Linked DNA regions of Danio rerio: region 2 is linked to region 1. The links are chromatin contacts, called in public Micro-C maps. All regions are on one chromosome and are shown on one strand. The core of a region is the stretch at or near the end of the contact, and the rest is flanking DNA. Distances in the headings are between cores, read along the strand shown. Region 1 holds the start of g3bp2a (G3BP stress granule assembly factor 2a). Region 2 holds the start of si:dkey-25o16.4.

What was found. Hi-C and Micro-C count contacts between places; a contact is called where the count stands out from the background.
Region 2: a Micro-C map of caudal fin shows a contact between it and region 1, with 7 times the contacts expected there. The contact joins the promoter of si:dkey-25o16.4 here to the promoter of g3bp2a in region 1. A contact is called at or near these places in 4 of 18 Hi-C or Micro-C datasets (caudal fin, embryo, hematopoietic stem cells and 1 more) and 2 of 4 datasets of contacts at active chromatin or transcription factors (embryo and gastrula embryo).

What each region holds. Positions count from the first base shown.
Region 1 is chr1:28,090,818-28,093,724 of GRCz12tu, reverse strand. g3bp2a (G3BP stress granule assembly factor 2a) reads right to left here and starts at 1,383. Exons shown (of 13, transcript NM_001080563.1): 1 at 1,176-1,383; 2 at 632-751; 3 at 458-539; 4 at 210-383. The coding sequence starts at 726. It overlaps ints12 (integrator complex subunit 12), which reads left to right and starts at 2,360. Exons shown (of 6, transcript NM_001002161.3): 1 at 2,360-2,810; 2 at 2,895-2,907. The coding sequence starts at 2,655.
Region 2 is chr1:28,313,441-28,316,347 of GRCz12tu, reverse strand. It overlaps si:dkey-25o16.4, which reads right to left and starts at 1,513. Exons shown (of 26, transcript XM_690920.9): 1 at 1,398-1,513; 2 at 824-866; 3 at 614-730. The coding sequence starts at 850. It overlaps trmo (tRNA methyltransferase O), which reads left to right and starts at 1,884. Exons shown (of 7, transcript NM_001327757.1): 1 at 1,884-2,110; 2 at 2,179-2,333. The coding sequence starts at 2,022.

The DNA.
Region 1 (2,907 bases), core at 134-2,633:
AAAACAAAACAAAACAAAAGGCCTTACTTGCTTTCTCTTACTAATCTGACAGAGCTTCAATAGTTCTGCAAAGAAATTCCAGTGGCCAGATGTGCAAATCTCCATTCATACTCACAAATTCAAGTTTGTGCTTTAACAAATTAAATACTAAATGTTGGATGAATTAATTAAAATATGTAATAATAATGGTATATTGTAATCCTACACACCTCTGGGGCCAGCACAAATGTCTGTAGGAATTTCCTCATGGGTTGTCCATTATTGGAAAGCTCTCCCATCACCTGAACAACCACACCATCACTCAGCGTGGCATGGGCATCCACATGCCGGATTTTAGTGTGGCATTCGCTGAACTGCAAGGACATAACCTTTTTGTGTATCTCCTGTAGATGGGAAAAACAAATGAGTAGACGTACAATTCAGCTTACCTGAACACACAACAATCTTTTAAACTTACTGCTTGCCCATAGACTGCTTCTGAAAGTTTCCCATTCGAATCCAGTCCGCCATGGACGTAAGATGAGTTTCGTCCATAAAATCTGCATCACAAAAATGTTTTGAATAACTTGTATTTTAATATGATAAAGCCATGTGAGGAGACATTATGAAATTATGATTTTGTAAGGCATACCTGTGCAGAAAGTCCGGTGCTTTATTTAGCAGTGTGTAATACTGTCTCACAAACTCCCGCCCTACCAGCAGGGGACTGGGCTTCTCCATCACCATTTCCTTCCTAAAAAAATATTTTTTTCTGAAAGAAAAAATATTGTTACTGACAACCACTGTAACAACAACAATATATAAACAAACATAAACTACTGACAAAAATAAAACAATTAAGAAATAAAAAAAAACAGGTCACTTTCACTTTTGCATTTTCATTTATGTATTTAAATGGAATCAATACTCCAAAAAAAAAGGCTTTAAATGCATCCCGTGTCATTTATTATAATCATGCCTACATGAGGGCTGTATTCAATGCAATTAGATAACAAAGAAACTGAGCATTTTAACTTTACAATCTGAAATCTGTCAATAGCGTCACAATCAACCTTTATTACCCGCATTCACACAAATTTATTTATGACTGATCAGAATGAATCCAGTTAGACTAAATAGAAGTGAAGCATGTCGAAATCAACAAAATGCTTAGAAGACCTATAGATGTGTGGCACTTACCTTTTTTCTGGGATGTATTTGATTGGTCTAAGTGACTGAATAATTCTGAAAAATTATTCGATTCGTCTGATATATTTAGAACAGCTGTTTTAGTGACAGCGCCAGCTACTTGAAACCACAGAGAGATAGAAATAGCATCTATGCGGTGTTATTATTGTAAATGCTGCTGTTTGGATTCTTATTGTCTAACCCCTGCGATCTGGGACAAGAACCCCCGTCACACCAGAACAGCCAATCAGCTTCTTACACTCGACAACACAATTATGACGCTCCTACAACGCATTCTTTTGACCCCTGTCAACAACGCCATAACGGGCAAGATATGCCGTTAAATTCGCACAATAAATGGTCTTGGATGGTTATAGAACAATAAGGTTTTGAGAGTTTGTTACGAGACGTTATTTACCTATTTGGTCAAGGATATTTCAATTTTACGCACTACGTAGCATTTCCTTGTGTTACATTTATTAGTGTCCGGCTGATATGATTTTTAAGCTGGTTGATAAGCTCGCATTCCTGATGATTTTAATATATTAATACATAGTGATATTTTTAAAATAATTTGCAGGCTGAAATTTCATGTCGAGGTGCTGTTGGTGAAAATGACGGCGGAAACGAAGCGCTTATGTCGGTATGATTTAGTAGAAACACAAAAGCGTCATTAGAAAGAAATAAAAGAACAGTCGGCAAACATCATTATGATCACCAGTTATCCAGTAGGGGGCACTTGGTGGCTCAGAATGCAAAGCGCTATCAAGCCATCAAAATCCTGCAGAGAAATTTAAGAAATTTACAAATGTTAGTAAATAGAAAACATGTGTCTAAGGCAAGTCCATTAATTTCTAATAATTTGGTACATAATTCTCACCAACAGGTTATTTTTAATCTAACAATAAGAACTGACAAGCAGTAAGAAAAACAACAACTATCACGTGACAAAACCGTTGGCGTGTTGCTTCATCTTTTATGTGAGCAATAGTTTAAATAGGACACTTTTTAAAATAAATATTGTTTTTACAAACAATTTTTAAAACATGCCAAAGAGAGATAAATTAAAATGTAAATTAGCACAAAAACAGAAAACAGATTCATCCGACCAATTAGAGACAACCTCATGGCCACTAAGCCACGCCCTATTGAGGTCCCCATACTTTTCAAGCGCTTTCTTTCTACTTGCTCTATTTTAATTCGATACTATAGTCGGATCATTTCAAGCATTGCTAAGTTAGTTAATTTCTGCTAAGGATAATATCTTGTTTTTTTTTTACGGTTTATAAAAACGTTCCTTAAACAAAAGCTTGAGCACAATCCGGTGTCAGTAAGTTCATGTTGCTTTTGTTAGCTCAGAAAGACTAGATATTGTAGAGTCTGAAATGAAGCTTTTCTAGTGTTATCCGAGAATATAACATCGTAAACTCCATAAGTAGAGGGCCGGGTCATTTTCTTATGTTAAATTAGATAATAATCGCTAAACAATGGCTGGGACAGTAAGTCTAGAGTTAGACCCTATCTTTCTGAAGGGACTGGGGTATCTTCACTCCAAGAGCAAAGACTCGGCAGAGAAACTCAAGGCCCTGCTAGATGAGTCTTTAGCCAGAGGCAGTGACTCCATCTATAGGAATTCAATTAAGGTGATCAAATCAAGAAGGTATTATTTTTTTGTTTTTTATTAGTAGATTTTAAAAAAAATATTTAACTCGTTATCCATTGAATAGGAAGCTGAAGTGA
Region 2 (2,907 bases), core at 264-2,763, 220 kb before region 1:
ATTTTTATTTCTAAGACAACAACAAACTCTGCACCGCATCTGATGTCATTCCCTCGCTGTAAATGTTAGGGCTCCCGGTTGCTTTCTGCCACCTCCCTGCGCGCATCCTAAATGTTTACAAACATGGTAATTGGTCTATATATATATATAGTTGGTTTCATTTTACATAGACCTTACTCAGCTCAACTTAGACCTTATTCAGCTCAATTGATGATGAGACGGTAAAAGAACAAATTCAATAGGACACGACTTGAATCTGAACAAGAATTAGACGGCCTTGGGAGGTTTTTAAAATAAGAATAGGGACTTTTTTTGTTTTTGTTTTTACACACACACACACACACACAAAAAACATTATGATCTCAACAAGGATATTTAAATGTTTAAGTTAAATTGGGAAGTAATTTGATCACTCATAGCTGTAACTGTAATACTAATCATAACATAACTGTAAATTGTAAATCCTAAATAAATCTGTAAATTTACATACTTTTTTTCAAATGGTTTCTCTTTTTTCTAATTTATTACTTTTAATTATTAAAGAATTAGTTTCAATTTTTATTTAAAAATATTAAATGAGCGATGTGAAAGCAGTTAAGAAATCTCTCCAAACCTTCATGTTTGAGTCCTTCACATGCGTCGATGCATGTTTAACCATAAGAGTTGGAGTGTCCTGCATATTTAACAGTTCATTCTGTACATCTCTGAGCGGGACTCTGTCTGGTTTGGTCTAAAACACAGAACACACAGGTTTATCATTAGAGCTCATGGTGATGGTTGGAAAAAAACATTTATGTTTATGGTTATGGTATGGACTACTCACATTTGACAAGCCATTGACAGATGACATGTTTTGAGAGTAATATCTGCAATAACACAAAAGAGTGATGGAAGTGATTATTTTATATATAGTGGATTTTCAGGGGGTTGATTAAAGTTTGATAAATATGTAAATCAACCCATACCATTAAAAAAAATCATAAAATACTATTTTTTTTATAAAAAGCTAGATTCTTCTGCACAAAGGAAGAAAAATGTAGCCTACATTTACAACTACATTAATGTGAAGTTAAATAATTGCATATAACACCCATTTTCCCCACAAACTATCAAGAGATGGTTCACATTTTTACAGCATTACATGACCGTCACTGTTTGCATCCCTTCAAGAAATGTCAACTTTGGCGCCTATTTACACCAATTTTAGACATCACATGTGCTTATCAAATAAGTTACTTATCAAAATAAGCATGCAACTTTAGGTAATTTGTCATGGTCTGAAACACGGGTTTTACGTCCAGATTTACAGTTATCAGACAAGCGGCACTAACTAACGTTATCGTAAAATATTTTAGTAACACGATTATATAAAAATTAGTTCCTCCTTTACTTCTTACCTTATAAGCGATTTATGAACGTTACTGTTTATTTTAATCCTGACTTGACTGATATTGTAAAAACAAGCGTTATCGTCTAAACCGCCACCTTCACGTTCAAAATAAAACGCACAATCAGCTCATTGGTCAAAACCTCTGCGTAACATACGGAAGCCCATTTCTTCTTTGGTTTATTGTTGATTCTCATTCATGTGCATATTGCCACCTGTCGGCCTATTTATGAAAAAAAAAATCTACCGACAAACATATGCATACCAAAAACCATCTGCACCGATCAACATTTAGAAAAATAGAACATTTAGAAAAGATACAGTAAGGTTTCATTTAGAAAATACATTTAGAAAAAGATACAGTAAAATAAACTAGACGGCTTGCTTTGAGTAAATATATTTATTTTAGCTATAGCTTGTTGATCGCAAAGTAAACAGAAGATGGCGGTATATGACAACAGTAGCTGTTTAATGTTGTGAAAGTGTTTAGTCGTCCAGCACATTTTTTCCAACAGCAAAACACGTGTTCTCACTGAAGCGAAAGCAGAGCAGCTGATGGAATAAACAATTCAGTTTGTTCTTGGATATATTACTAAAGCGATAGACTATAATTTGTACAAAGGAATCCCTAAAAATGTCGTCACCAGTGTGTAGTTGTGCTGAACATGTCACAAAACTGACACAGCAAGCGTCAATAATGAGAAGAGAGATTAAAAATCTCAGGTAGGTTCTAAAATCTTTCACGTAATTGATGGGGTTATGAGTAGTTTAATTGTTTGTTGGACAAACAGACAGCAGATGGATGGATCCATACGAGCACATAGGAAGCAGATGTCAACTCTTCAGTCCATATTGACAGACTACCGGAAACACGATGACAGATCTCAACCAAAGAACAAAAGCCCATCTCAGAACCCCAGTGGAATGAATCAGTTATTAGAGCAAGGTAGCGTTAAAAGAAATGCCTTCACTTTTGATGCATGCAGCAGTGACTCCAAATGAATTCTATGTAGGCTAAATGTACACTGAACCTGTTGTGAGTTGCAGAACTTTTTACTCTTTATGCTCCAATTATACTCTAAAATTATATTTGAATGGCTGTCAATGGCAAAGGACTCTCTTTTCACATTCAGATATTGTTATCATGTTAATTGTTCAAAAACGAAAATTTACTCCCCTTCAAGTGGTTCCAAACAGGGCTGCATATACTGGTAAAAAATCGAATATTCCTATATTTTATTTTCTTGCGATAAACATTGCAATGTAAATACCGTGTCACAATATAATTTGAATAGCACTATTTGTTGGTTTTCTGGAGAGTAGCATTTTTCATGTACAGAAATTGAATAATCACAATGCAAAAAATGCATTTCTTGTATTGTCTTATTTATCTGTCCAAATATCTAAACAAAATGCTTTGATCAAGTAAAAATATTGTTTTGTTTTCAACTTCAGATGAAATAAGGAAGAGTTTTTCCCTTAAAGCATGCTAAGTTAAATACTTTTGTTTTCACTTTGAA